2 separate regions of the Urocitellus parryii genome follow, and region 2 is linked to region 1. The links are chromatin contacts, called in public Hi-C maps. All regions are on one chromosome and are shown on one strand. Each heading gives the region's core, a stretch centred on a gene start, on an enhancer-like site or on the middle of the called end of the contact. The rest is flanking DNA. Distances are from core to core; before and after follow the strand shown. Region 1 holds the start of Stam2 (signal transducing adaptor molecule 2). Region 2 holds the start of Arl6ip6 (ARF like GTPase 6 interacting protein 6).

Region 1 (7,333 bases), core at 2,891-5,390:
CACATTCACACAATGGAACATCTCATAACCATTAAAATTAATCAACTAGAACTATAAACATCTATGTGAATAACTCATAAAAAATGCTAAATGATAACAGAATAAAAAGGGTGTTTTTAAGAAGTTTGAAAACAGGCAAAATAATATGTAGTATATTTATATGTGTGGTGTACATATTTGTAAAATAGAATTCCTCCTAATTGGAGAATATTTAATAGAGAAACAAGAAAAAAAATGGAACCAGAGAGCTGCTAAAAATACTAAAGTACTTCAACTATCTTGAACGTTCTATTAAAAGAATCCAATACATCAAAATATTAGGAGCTTACACAGTTGGCTGATAAAAGTGGAAGTTTATGTTATTTCTTATATTTTATGCTCAAAATTTCATATTTTTAAAAACTTCAAAATACATTAATTACAATTTGTAACCACTGAAAGTAATGTTTTTTGGTACCATGCAAGCAAAATATAGAAAAAATTGTGTCAAAGGTACCTTTTCATCCATAACTAGAATTTTAACATTTTACAAAGATTATAACAGCCATATTGCATTTAAGGATTGACTTAAGTTATAAATTTGAATATATAAAAGTATGTTATTGAAATGCTATCACTATTTACTTTTATGTTGGGGTTTCTTATAAAATTTTATGGGAGAAAAAGATTGCATGACTGAAAACCCCAAGCTACTTCACTGTTCAAGTTCTTTTAACTCAACAAAAGCCAAAAATATAACAATACACACGTTCAACTTTCACTTGGAAAAGTATCCTCTTAACATAAAAGTTTACACTTTGAACTGCTGTCTCAGAAGAGTTTTGTAGAGGGAGAATTGCATTCAACTTGTGGGACACAGGTGAATATATATTTAAGAAAGGAAATAACAAGGTTGTTGAAAAGTGAAAACAAATAGAAAGGAATTGTAAATAGCAGAGGCAGAAACTAGCCAAAAAAAAAAAAATCATCTGGCTTGAGAAAAAAGAAAAAAAGATATGCAAACAAAGACTGGAGTTAGGGTGCAGAACAGAGAAAGAAGTCATAACTCAGGAACCATTGTAGTAAGACTGGAAAAATTAGTACAGAATACAAGGAAATGACATCTTTAATATAACCACCATAATCTTCCCATTGTGGTTTTGCTCCTCATGTCCTTTTAGTTTTTTTGTTTTGTTTTGTTGAGTAGGATTTTGATATGTTGCACAGGCTGGGCTAGAACTTGAGATCCTCCCACCTCAACTTCCCCAGCTGGGATTACAGGCATGTTACCATGCGCAGCCTACCCCTTATGTTTTACTTTTTCCTTGAAAAGTCCTTTGGTAGATAATTATTACTATATAGGAGGTGGTCTTCCTGATATAAGAGGTAGTCACTTCCTGCTAATAGAAGAACTGTCAGGAAAGAATGGAGGAAGTAGAGAGTGTTAACCTTTATAGAGACAGTGTCTACCTTATTAAAACAATAAAGGGAAGATGTAAAGCATTTCATGTATTCCTCCTATCTTTCTTGTACTATATTTATCACTTTATATAATAATTATCTACTTAAAGGATGTGTCCTATGTTAAACTGAGAATACTCATAGTGTATTCATTTCTTTGTGGCTCCAGACCTTTACAATGTCTGACACACATAGTGATTCAATGCATGTTTGCCAAATGAAAAGTGAACCAATGTATGACCAAAAAAGAAAAAAAAAAAAAACACAAATAATAAAATGGAGAACAGATGATAAAGACAATGACACTATAAAGGAACATTTCTATAGAAATTTCTAGTTTAACAATGCTCTGTATTACTTAACTAAAATTCAAAGGGGCTTTTAAGATTTGGAAAATGCAATAAATAAATTTTTTTCAATGACATAAGTTTAAGGCCAATTTGAGATCCTTACTATTCCATCCTACTTTTTCTGATTTCATTGACTTGAATAAAAGTTACAGGTCAGCCTCATCAAACTCTTTCATCCTTAGCTTGCCTTTTAGATACTGAATTCTGTTATATCTGAGATGATCAACACTTGGAACTTTGGTTGATGGCACTGCCCATGAAATAATCAATACAAATTCACCAATGCCTCTTTTACTGCATCAACAAACAGTGACCTGTTAAACTATATATGAACCTCAGGTGTCAATGAAGGGAAGGTTTAGAAAAGAGAAACTCTCAGAGCAATTCAACCTACTTTTATAAGTGTTCAATTAGAAAACAATGGGTTTCCAGGAAAAACTACTATTAAAAGAAAGTTGTCTTTTTAAAAATTATTATTACAGCATTATAGTTATACTGTAATGTAGTTTGGTTCATTTTTGACAAAATCATACATGCATGGAGCTTGAGTCAATCTCCATCCCCTCACTTTACAGCTCCTTTAGAACACCTACTCCATTAATATCCCTGTATATTTTTGATATCCAATGCCTCCCTCCCCCCATCATTTTGCTCTAGCTTACACGAGAAAACTATTAGACACTTGATTTTCTGAGTCTGCTGGTTTATTGTACTTAGCATGATGTTCTCCATTTCCATCCATTTACAGCAACTGCCTTAATTTCATTCCCTTGAAGAAAGTTTACAATTATCAAATTTTAAAATACTTTGCCTTAACTAGGCACAGTGGCTATGCCTGTAATCCCAGACGCTAGGGAGGCTGAGGCAGGAGTCCTGATCAGGGTTCAAAGCTAGCCTCAACAAAAGCCAGGAGCTAAGCAACTCAGTGAGATCCTATCTCTAAATAAAATATAAAATAGGGCTGAGAATGTGGCTCAGTGGTTGAGTGCCCCTGGATTCAATCCCAAGTATGGAGGAAAAAAAAAAACTTTGCCTTATTCTATCTTGCCTCTTTTATTTCATTTCATTAGAACAAAATGAAAGCCCTCACAATAACAATAAAAAATAACAGTCTCACAAATGTAGTACAATTGAAATAAATAATTTAGTGTTCCAAAAGCAGAAACTGAACCCCAGAATGAAGCTTCCTAGATTTATGACAGTCACTTGTGTTCATCTACCAATTTAAAAATTGAATGAAATAACAGAAATACATATTTGAAGACTGATTAAGGATAAATACATAATTATAAATATTTACCTTCATATTACTTGATTCTTTTGAACATAGTTGGGGATTACATAACATGCCAAAATGGGGCACCTTGTACAGACTTCACAACTAAGAAATTCTTACTACAAAACAGATGGCTCACTGCTAAGATGTACAGTATTTTTTGTGTCTCTGGCAATTTTAAGTCAATTTTTTTTTTTATTCTAAAGCCTACAAATCTACCTAGAATTCTGTTAATTACTACTACAAAAATGTTTTCTTAGCCGGTTTGTATTTAATGTTACTCTAATGCCCCCAAATAAGTTCTTACATCGCACCCTCCTTTTTCTCATTCTAGACTCGCTGAAAGACCAGTTCTATTAGACCAGATAATATTTAATCCCACCTAAAATTATTTGTTGGGAGCTGTCTTGAGATTCTACAGTTTTCTTTTTCATACTCTAAAACAGAACATCCCGTAGCACCTTCACAATCGCAAATCCTGAAGCTGCATTAGCAGGGCTTGGATGCATACATAAACAACATGAAGTTCCAATTCAGAGGGAGTAAGTTCACGTCTCCAGTTCTGGGAGGCCCGAACAGGGTCTACCCACTGCGGCAGCGCGTTTGGGGCAACTCTGGAAGAAGCAGGAAGTTTGTATCAACTCCCCAATTACTTGGTCTCCAGTGAAATGCAGGACCTTCTCCATTTCTGCAGTTGACGGAGAACGGCCCTTTCAGAGTCCCCAACTTCAGGCAGGAGGTACTCCCCAAGCCACTAGTCACGCGCCCAGGTTACCCCCAGAGAAACCCCGACGTCGAGGCGGCGGCACCGCCCCTTCCCTCTCGCCGCTTAGTTAGCTTTCCAATCTCCAGAGTCACCGCCGCCCACTTTCTAGCTAGACAAACACCAGCACAGGGCCGGGCACAGCACTTACCCACGTCTTGCTCAAAGGGATTGGCCGCGAACAAAGGCATCCTGTCAGCGCCCGAGCCCGGTTCTCTGAGATCCAGCTAAGGCCGGGCAGTTGCTCCCTGCTGGGTGACCCACCGCGGCTTCCTAGACCGCTAGACTGAACTCTGGCCGTCTTGCCCACACTTCCGCCACCGCACCTGCCCGGTTCCTGCCTGACAGGCCAGCTCCAAGTCCGAGCTCCGCCCCCGCGCTCCGCCCCCAACTCTCCTCTCGAGACGAGATCCAGAAGGCCTCGAACATCTTCGAGCGCACCTGTTGCTACCATCCTTCAGGAAGAAGTGGCAGCCCCTGACCCAGATCCTTTCAAAGGTCAGGCAGCCGCCGCAGCCACCTTTTCTTCGCTAGGACCCCGGTGAGCCACGGAGCCGGGGACCTTCAGGCCGGAAGTTGTCTCCCCAAGAATTGGAAGATGCCGGAGACCCGGAAGCTGCAGTGTTGGCGGAGGCGCAGCTGGGGGCGTTGTCGCCTTGGACTTTTCGCGCGAAGCAAACTGACTCTGAGAGCTACTTTCTTTTCACAAATAAATTTAATTTATTCCTGGGCTGCGGGTTCGGTCCCTGGCAGCCGTGGATCCTGGACCACGTTCCCGTCACAGTTCAGTTACCCTGGAAACGGAGTCCCCGGTACAGATGTGGTTTTGAGCGTTTGCTAAGTGCCTGGCTCTGCTCTTGTGCGCTTTTACAGAGCCCAGACCAAACCCCGCCGGAATATAAGCACCTGGAAAAGTGGTGGAAGCGACTACAGCTTTGTGGAGACTTGCAACTTCTCGCTTCCCATTGTGGCCTTCATTAAAACTACGCTTGGTTCTGGGAATCCTAAGACCGAAGAGGCACAATCTCTCCCTTGGACTTGCAGAGTTTATAGAGGCAGTGCATAACATGTATGATGATTCAGGCATTAGTAAGAGTCACAAGCCCAGATTCCCACAGGATATAGCCAGGTATTTACATGAACGAAAAAAGTGCAAGCACCCTTCCGGGCTCACAGATGCATTATCCTTAACTGCCTGTTACCCTCCCCCCCCCATAGTATTTATCATTTTATAATATATTGAAAAGCACCCCGTTAATGAAAGACCCCCGTTTCCCTGTCCAAGGAGAATCACACGGAACACTGGCTGCAAAAGCACGAGGTGGTTTATTGGGACACAGGCGCCTGCGGGTGCCCAGTAGAACCTCAGCCAGAGCTTTGGTGAACTGGCACACCGGGCTTGGGGATACAGAGATTTTTATAGGGTTTGGGACAGGTTTCGCGCGTGGAAGCAACAGGTTTCTTATTGGTTTGTTTAAATCTAGCATATAGGCCACCTAGGGGGTACAGGTCTGCATTCCAAAAACCACAGGTCTGCATTCTATTCTTTCAGTTCCTGCTTATCTGTTCTGGTTTATTCATTCATGCCTCAGGATGCGGGTGCTCTGTTCTTCCACCGGTTGTCCGGAAAGCCTGGCGCCTGAACCTGTTTATGGCCTGCCTGATATCTTGGTTTCATATCTTGGCCTTAGGTAACTGGGCTAACTGGGCTAGGGTCTTTCAATATAATAGATTGTTATCTGACTCTCTTCATCTGAATATAAAATTCCATGACCAGTTTTGTTCATTGCTGCATTCCCAGAGGTTTAAACTGTGAGAAATAACTCAGATGCTCAATAACTTTTTGAAAGAAGTCCTTGACTTTCTTCTAACTGAACAGCTACTACCAAACTTAAGCCATTTGTTGAGGTGTGGGCCTACTAGAGCCTCCAATTTTTCATTGATTTTTAAATTTTGAAAATTACTTCAACTTTTTTTTTTTTTAAGCGATTCTAGGGATTGAATCTAGGGCCTTATGCATGCAAGGCAAGCGCTCTACCAACTGAGCTGTATCCCCAGCCCAAATTACTTCAACTTTTAAATCAACGAGTTAAAACCACTTTATAGGACTGGAGAGGTAGCTTAGTGGTAGAACACTTGCTTAGCTGTGTTAAATCCCCAGCAAAATACACACACACACACACACACACACACACCAAAAAAAAAAAACTACCTATAATATATATTGAAGAGTTGTCATTATAGAAGAGAGAACCATTACACAGAATAATTCATAAAACAGGGGTACATTCTTACTACAAAGTTAGGTGCATAAATGAGAAAGATTTCCAAGTGAAGTGGCTGATTTTCCAAAATCATTGAACCTAGGATATTCAAGATATATTTGGAGACTTTCTAGATGGATTTATCTAGGTTTAAGGCTCCAAGTTGAAATGGAAAACAAGGCTAGTTAGAGAAAACAGGAGGCAGATTGAAAGCCTAAAAGATCAAACTAGAAAATTTTATTTTTACCACATAAATCATTAGATAATTATTTAAAGATATTTATCAGCAGAATAGTATAAGTGATTTCAGACTAATCTGATATCATTACGCATGACACATTGTGAATAAGAAGATGCGAACAGTTTAGAAAACTATTGCAGCACTTAAAAGACATAAGAAAGGATATTTCAGAGGAGCTTGTTTTAAGAGCCGAGAATGGAGGGTTAGCCTTTGGACAGCATTGGTATTTTACAGTTTCTTAGTTCTTCCTTTTTAATGGTGAGCATACTCAAGTACCTGTATTTACATTTCTGTGTATATACTCAGTGCTTTGGTGAGTTTTTTCAATATCTAAGTTTTAAATAGTCACTAGGAGCAACCCAGAATTAAAAACAAGATTGTTACTTCACCTAATGAAGTAATTGGGCAATTAAAAGATATGTCAGCAGCAGCCCACAAATTATGGTATGCAAAGAAATATAACTCTTATTTTTCTTAATACAAGTTCTTTTCCCATCTCCCTGAAGACAAAAAATAATCTTAAAAAAAAAATAATCTTACCAATTTCCATTGAATTCTGTCTCTTTAGGATTTCTTACTCATTTGGGTTTATGCTCAACAAAATTGTATCTTTACATCAGGCCACTTTTCCCAAACAAGCTCCAAGATCCATCTCCAGATATAGTCTTCTCATTCCGCCAGTACACATTTGGTGTATGACCCTTTTTTTTTTCCCAAAACAGGGACAGTGCTTCCTCCAGAAAGGCATGATAAAACCTGAGAAACACTACAGAGGGTTGTGGCAAATCTTTAGAAGAAGAAGCCTCATGAGATAGACCTTCCGCAAGTGAAATTTCCGCATGGTATTCAGGCAAAGCAAGACCACTGCCCTCTAGCTAAGGGGAGTAGATCACTTTTTTTGGTCCAGAGCATAGCATAAAGATGAATCTTTCAGTACAAAGTTCTCAAGTGTATCTGTCCAGATATCCCCAACTTTAATTTTAAGGTCTCATTTCTTTC
Region 2 (7,589 bases), core at 766-3,265, 490 kb after region 1:
AGACTTTCATTACATTCAAAATTTAGTTACAGTCATGATTCAACATTAGTCTTATTTAAAAACATTATTTGGGCATCAACTAATCCCTAAATAGCTACAAGCACAGTATTGACCTAGAGTTTGAGATTTTACCACAATACCTGAGGCAAAAATATAGACAAAAAAATAAATAAGTAAAAACATAACATTCTTACTTGTCCCATTGGTGGCCCTCCCATAGGGGGCATCATTTGTGGCATCATTCCATGAGGTACAGGAGGCATATTGGCTCTCTGACCCATAGGGTGCATTCCCATTGGTGCATAATGCATGCCAGGGTGCCCCATCTGAAAAACAGAAAATTTAAAACTTGGCAAGTCACATTAAATGATTCTCAAAAAAAATCTCACTTCAAGAAATCACTTACCTTCAGTACATAATATTAGGCTAATTTGTGCCCAAATTATTGTATTAGTTTATACTTTTCTATTTTTTTTTTTAAAAAAGCACTACACTAGTATTTGAGGAGCTTGCAAATTAAATAATTATTGGACAGCTAGGTCAGTTGTTTTGCACTGATTCAATCAGCTACTGATTTGCTTGCTCAGCTTGGAAGATTATAGACACATATATATACGTATATGTATATACGTATGTATACGTACATATGTATATAAAGCCGACTTAAAAACTGTTGGTGAAAACCTGAACTTTGTCCTATTTCAAACAGACATAAAAGACAGCTGACATTTTTTTAAGCACTATTGACTTTAAAATTCTTAATTTACCAAACTGATTTAAAGGAGGGCTGGTCTTATAAAATACAAAAGTATGGGTCCCCAGAGACACCTGTCTACTAATAGTTACTAACCTAACTTTTAAGACAGGTAAAATTCCATTTGCCAAAAACACAGTTTCAAAGACTTAATATTCTGTCACTCAGACACTAAGTGCAAACAATAATTCACCCACTTTAATGCACTTTTAAAAGACAACTTTCGTTACAGACGTGTCCATTGTTCCAGGTAATTATCCCCTGCCAATTAATCAAGCAGTACCCCCTGCATATCACCACCATTACTAGAGAAAACAAATTTTGCTAGCTTCTTTTAAAGTCTTAGAGAATCAAATTTCCTTACTAAAACGGGCCTATAGCTCCAAGACGCAGCACGCCCAGGGTTCAACACCTTCAGCGCGCATCTGTCTAGGCCAAGCCGACTGGGAACTTCCAGGGTCCTACATCCTTCTTTTGTGCATCCCCGCTCTCCGTTTCTCTCCCTCGAGACATATCCCACCATCTCGAGCGCTTCCTTCGTCCACTCTTATCTTCTTCTCCTTTTGGAGAAAGCTTCCTGTCTCTGACTCCGTTTTTCATTGTGCCGCTTCCCCCTGCCCCACCGATCCCTTACCGAAGGCCGTCTCCTCAGGAAGCCGTCAGCAGAGACCCAAGAGCTGGAGCACAGGCTTGAGCCGGACAATCTCCGCTCCCCGTCCCCGGGACCCCGCGAGGGAGGATGGCTCTCCATTTCACTCACCATGAGGCCTCCACGCTCAGCTCCCGTCCCCGGCCTCATCGTCGGGCTCAGACTGCTCCGCCGGCGGCCACTGCCGCTACACATACCAACAAGAAGCGATCTGAGTGGCTGGCGCCCGCTGGGGCCAAAGGTTAAAGGCTGCCCTGAGCTGCGGGGCGGGATCAGTGGGGCCAATAAGCTGACAGGCTTCCCCACTGTCCAATCAGAGTGCGCTGCCGACACGCAGCTCTGCGGCGATTCGCCCCCAGCCTCAGCCTCACTCGGCGTCGCCTGCATGGAGGGGAGGGAAGGGGACGGAGGAAGTTTCTGCGCCGTGTCCTCTGCCGGGAAAACTCCACCAACTTCCCCCGGGAAAGGGAAGACAACCGCGTCCCAGCTTCCCGGGCTTAGACCGCCTCACCCCGTAGGGGGTGGGGCAGTGGGGGCTTGCCACCTTTCACCCCCCGGCCCAAGTTACTCACGCCCCACTAACCTGAGGCCGCCAGGGATAGGGTAGGGTGGGGTGGGGGCGGGGTATGCAGCTTCTAGCGTTAGCGGTGGCTGGGGCCGGGAGCGCGCGAGCGCGCGCCTTGCTCGAAGCAAAGGGGAGGGGCGGGGAAGTCGCGAGGAGGAGTCCAGCAAAAGTTCGAGCTCAGAGGCACCGGCTGCTGAGCGCGTGCCGAGGCGGACGGGGGAAGGAGGCGTGTCGAGTAGCGTGGAGGGAAGTTGTGGGTAGGGGCGGGTGGAACAACGCGAAAGGCAGAAAGAGGTGGGTCGATAAGGCAGAGTGAGCGCGCCGGGTGGTGAGCTCCTGCTAGCAGGGAGGCTAAAGAAGAGTGTGAGCGTAGAGGAGAAGAAGGAAGAAAGCAAATAGGTTAGAAAATGTGTATCATAGTGGTATGGGCGGGCGCTAGGACCCGGCGTCGAGAAGATGCGGCTTTGGGGCTGCCGGGTTCGCGCTCCCCTGGAGGCAACGCAGCAGTGCCAGAGGTCTTTGGCCGGGACGAAACACTGCAGGGAGGGATGACTTGTCTTCAGCCGTCCTCGGCTTGAATTTCCCTACGCAGAATTCTGTATTCCTTCCCGCCTATTGCAGCGGGATAGAGCTCCGGTCTCGGATGGCACAGCCTCTCCTCCTGCTCCGCGGTTCCTTCTTGGCTCCACAGCCCACCCTTTAGCACCCCTGAGCCCCTGAGCTAAGTGGTCGAGGCCGTGGCGTGGCCCGGCTGCTGATTGGCGAAGACGAGGGGGGGGCGGGGCTGTGGGAAACTCTGGGCCCCCGAGGTTCTGTGGTTATTTCCCGCCATGTCGTTTGTGGAGAGCGGCAGGCGTTTGGCTCCGCGGCGTCGCGGTCTTGGCACCCCAGCACCTTTCTCTCGGCCTTTGTATTCTGTATTCTCTCAGGGGGACAGCTGGGGTGAGGGCGAAGTTGATGAGGTGGAAGGATGCGATCAAGTGGCCCGTGACTTGCGAGCGGAGTTCTCAGCCGGGGCGTCGTCGGAGCCCAGAAGGGGCTCCCAGCTTCTCCCGCCGGACGGCGGTGGGTCGCCGGTCCTACCCGACAAACGCAATGGCATTTTCCCCGCAGCTACGCGTAGCCGGGCCCAGGCTCGGCGATGGCCGATCCAGGTCCTGTCTATTCTCTGCTCGTTGCTGTTCGCCATCCTCCTCGCTTTCCTCCTCGCCATCGCCTACCTGATCGTTAAAGGTACTGATGCCCAGACCTTGAAAGTCTGTCTAGAGCTAAGTTGAGCCAGGGCTTGGTTCTTACCTCCACCCACACCTTACCTGGCTCCCAACCGGCAAGCTGGCAGTTTCTTTCACTCCTACCACTGATTTGTACCATTCTTTGCTTCTCCCCTTTGTCTTCTCTTCCTAAATGGATTTCCCTCGTCCATAACTAGAACTGTTTTTAAGAAAGGGTCTTTTAATCAAATGAGTTCTATTGAAATACCTTTAAGTCATTGGACCCATGGAGTCAAATATTAGCACGATTATTTAAGCCATATTTCGGAGAACACTCACCATTAAAAGGAGACAGTGTAAAATGCATGTAATTGAAATAATCTGTATATATTCAAAGGCTTTGATCCACAAATGGTACCGATTTATTCCTGGGTACATTGAAGATTCTTCAAGGTCTAGGATTTCCATCCCACAGCTCAGATTTCTACATTTATAGGTAAAATAACTAGCCTTTCTTAGTTTTGTGGTGTTTGTAACTAGATTTAGTACACAAAGTATATTTTGGTTTTGTTGTGAGACTTGGTCTCACTGTGGTGCCCCTGCTGGTCTCCAATTTGCAGTCCTCCTGAGTAGTAGGTATTAAGGGTAGGCATTGGCTGTTTGTATGCAAAGTTTTATTGCAGGAGGTGTAGTCTTGTTTTCACTAATTTTATCTTCTTTGTCTCAAGTTGAAATATTAGCCATATTGGAATAAAAATAGACTTGTGAAAGTTTTTTTTCCCCCCAAGGGGGCTTTCATAGATGTATTATTTGTTTGGATCTTGTGTATTACAGTGAAAAGAATTAAATTTGAGTTTAAATCCCAATTCTTACTATTGTATGACTTTGTCCAAATTATTGGGGAAAAAAAGTAAAACAAAAAAATCTTCGTTTTATGAAAACCACTCAACCACTCAACACTATCATTTTGGACCAGCTGGTAATGGGCTCCAGATGGCCTGTAACAGCTTACCGTGCTTGATTTTCATACAGAAGACAAGATTTGCAAGTTAATGTGTGAAATTTACCTCCTCATAACAGTATTGTATTTAAACTGTCAATCTTAAATGTTTGGCTGCCATTGTTTCATTTCTTTTGTAGGGGTTAGGCAGATTGAACCCAGGGGTACTTTACCTTTGAACTACATTCCTAGCCATAATTGTTTTTTGAGATAGCTAAGTTGTAGGTGCTGGCCTTGAACTTGGGATCCTCCTGCCTCAGCCTGTGGAGTAGCTTGGATTACAGGTGTGGGCCATCTCTCCCGGCTCACAGTTTAATTCCTGTATCACTCCCTTCCCCTTTTTTTACTATAACCCAGATAGTTTTGTCTTTTAGCTATTTTAGTGCTTTTCTCTGAGATATCACTTTTGTAAAGGCAAAACTGTGGTAAGTAGAAGATCATTGCAGAAGAAGTTTATACTCTGGAGAATGGAGAAAGGAACTGAAAAAATTTAGTATGTCCTTAAATTTGTATAAAATGGTATCACAACAACCACAGGATATGAACACTACTCTCCTATGTATAGCAGTTGACAGTATAGAGGTCTTTTTTGCTTGCTGATGATCATGTAGCTAGTAAACAGAATCAAAATTTGAATCCATTCCTGACTCCAGAGCACTTTATGGAGTTCTACAATGTCTTCCAAGTCTTTGAGTTAGTCTTCAGATTATGAATCTTTTATACCTAAACCTCTTTTTGTTTTTACAGAGTTGCATGCTGAGAATTTGAAAAATGAAGATGATATAGATACTGGACTATTAGGTATGAACTTGTCACTTGATTTGGTTTTTAGGTGCTGTTTGTTTTTTCATGTTAAATTGTACAAACTTTGGGGTAAAATGCTTAATGTTATTCTCATATCAATTAAAGTTGATTCTGTTAACTTTTTATTTGTATGTTTGTGATAAATGTTATTAGATTTTTGTTTTTATTTTTTATAATTTTATAAAGGATCATCAGTGTGTGTAAAATATTTTGAATATAACTATGACTAAAATCCAGCAAATTCTTAGCGTTTTAAAATTATCTTTTGGAAGAGGTTCCCCATGCATCTTCTCAGGAATTAGTAACAAGCAAGAAAACTTCCCCACAAACTTAGCCAAGATAAATAATATCATAAGCAGACCCCAGAGGAATTTAAATTAAAATGTTCTTATAAACAATTTCTTTATTTAAAAAAAAAGTAAAAATTTTAGTCTATATTTATACAGGTTACTTACAAGAAGAGTCAGGCCTGAGTTTCTGCAGTGTCTTATAAAAAGTGACATGGTTTATAGATTTCTAAAGAACAAGGTTATTTATGTTGCATTTCTTTATCTCCACAAAAATGATTTTGATAAAGTTCAGAACTTTTACCTATTTTATTACTACTTATTGTAATTCATTTTATTTGATCACTCTAAATAAAATTATATGACTTTTCACTCTAGATTGGCACTTGAAGTTCATCATATAATTCCCCATCCCCAGTCCTTGCTAAAGTCTTCAATCGACTTCTTTAAGGCTCATGCTCACATTGACACAAAGTATAGTCAACTGGTTTTGCAGAACAGCCAACTTTTTTCTTCAAATTACAAGGTTTACTAGATATCACATGGAAATGTTTATCTGTATCATTCTCAATTCTTGCATGAGAAAAATGTACTTTTTACTCATTTTATCAATATATGTTGTTTCTTCTTTGGAAAACAGATAATTAGGCTTTTCGTAGCATGTATTGATGTGTCATCTCTTGAGAGAGTAGAAACAGAATTTTATGAACTTGGCATGGACTCTGACTTACTGTTGTTTAAAAGTTGGCCCAATTTTGCATTTATGGACAGAATGAGTAGCAGTTGTCATCTGAAGTGATAACTTGCTCAATATCAAAAGGAATGTGATGGTATTTTTTGTAATTATTGCCCTGCCTCCTTTTCTACTTCCAGTTAGATAATCTCATATGGCTTTTAGGTATGCCTGATAGGTAGTTAATTCTATGCTAGCAAATAGGAAGATCAGTATCTTAAAGTCTTTACTGATGACATGATTTCACTATTCAGGAATGAGCAAAACTGCTGTTTTTATGGCAGAAAACTAAGCAACAACTCTGCCAAGATGAAGGTCCTTATTTTGAGCCAATGATCAAGTGGAGAATATAGTCAATCTCATTTGATAGGCTAATGCAGTGAGACTCCTGGTGATTAATTTTAAAGTAAGCATAATTATATTTATAGCAAATATGTATATTATAGCATATGGCTAGAGAATAGTTAAAAATCTGTTTCAGAGAAGCAGTGCCAAGATGATTAAGCTCTGATAAGGTTGGGATGATTGTATTGTTATTCTATGATGAAATTCTCTACTATTTAACCTCTTTACACAATGTTTTGAATTGACATTCAAAAACAGTTAAAACTGTGCTTGAAACATTGGCTGGATGGAAAGATAGGCCAGTCATTCTCTCAGACTTTGACTTCTCTCCAAATCAGCACTGCATTGATTAATTTAGTAGCAAGAAAGATTGCCTCATTATTTTCTTTCTGAGGAAATGCCTGTGAAATTATATCCTGGCCCTTTTTACAGTTGCTATGAAAGTTTTCACATGAAGAAAGTTATTGAAATTATCCATTAGACTAAAATAAAATTGGCAATGTAGCCTTTTATCGTATGGTAATAATCTCATTTTATTTTCTTATATTTGTTTTGCCCTGTTTACTAAAAACCTCATAGCTATATAGATGGTTGGTTGTTTTATGTATTGCCTACTGGTTTGGGGCATAATTATAGTTGTTTATACCTGTTTATATATTAATATTTCGATGTCTCATGTTTAATTTTGTTGCAAACTGCCTCAGTTCTTCATTTGAAACTAGATCGATTTTTAGAAAAAATAAAAATAAATAATGGAGCACTGTAAGTAGTCTACCATAAGAGTTCTCTTACTGGATAGATTGATAAAACATTTTTACACTGCAGATTTTTGTTTTTCGTAAATTGAAATTTAATCCAGTCTAAGGTTGGCATAATAATAAGCAGATTGTAGCAGTAATTCTTATTTTGGTATGAGCTAAGAATCGCCCGGGGACTCAGGATATAGCTCAGTGGAAGAGCAGTCACCTAGCACTTGTGAGGCCCTATGTTCTATTGCCAGCACCACAAAAAAATAAAAATGAAAATCTATATCTAGATTTTGATTCAGCCCAAGATTATTCATAGTCAAAGTACTATAATTTGAGAAATACTTTTGAAAGCCTTGAACTTGTTTTTTAAATTTTAAGTGATTCTGATGCAGGTAGTCAAAGTACCATAGTTTGAGAAAATTTTTTGAAAGCCTAGATCTCTCTCTTTTTTTTAATACCTTTATGTTATTTATTTATTTTAATGTGATGCTG

Evidence for each region. A called contact is a pair of places that touch in the nucleus more often than the background predicts.
Region 2: a Hi-C map of muscle shows a contact between it and region 1, with 4 times the contacts expected there. The contact joins the promoter of Arl6ip6 here to the promoter of Stam2 in region 1. A contact is called at or near these places in 2 of 2 Hi-C or Micro-C datasets (liver and muscle).

The regions. Positions count from the first base shown.
Region 1 is chr1:207,148,146-207,155,478 of mUroPar1.hap1, forward strand. It overlaps Stam2 (signal transducing adaptor molecule 2), which reads right to left and starts at 4,141. Exons shown (of 14, transcript XM_026388509.2): 1 at 3,981-4,141. The coding sequence starts at 4,020.
Region 2 is chr1:207,638,188-207,645,776 of mUroPar1.hap1, forward strand. Arl6ip6 (ARF like GTPase 6 interacting protein 6) reads left to right here and starts at 2,016. Exons shown (of 4, transcript XM_026387892.2): 1 at 2,016-3,201; 2 at 4,927-4,980. The coding sequence starts at 2,799. Prpf40a (pre-mRNA processing factor 40A) reads right to left here and starts at 2,006. Exons shown (of 25, transcript XM_077802586.1): 1 at 1,515-2,006; 2 at 195-326. The coding sequence starts at 1,790.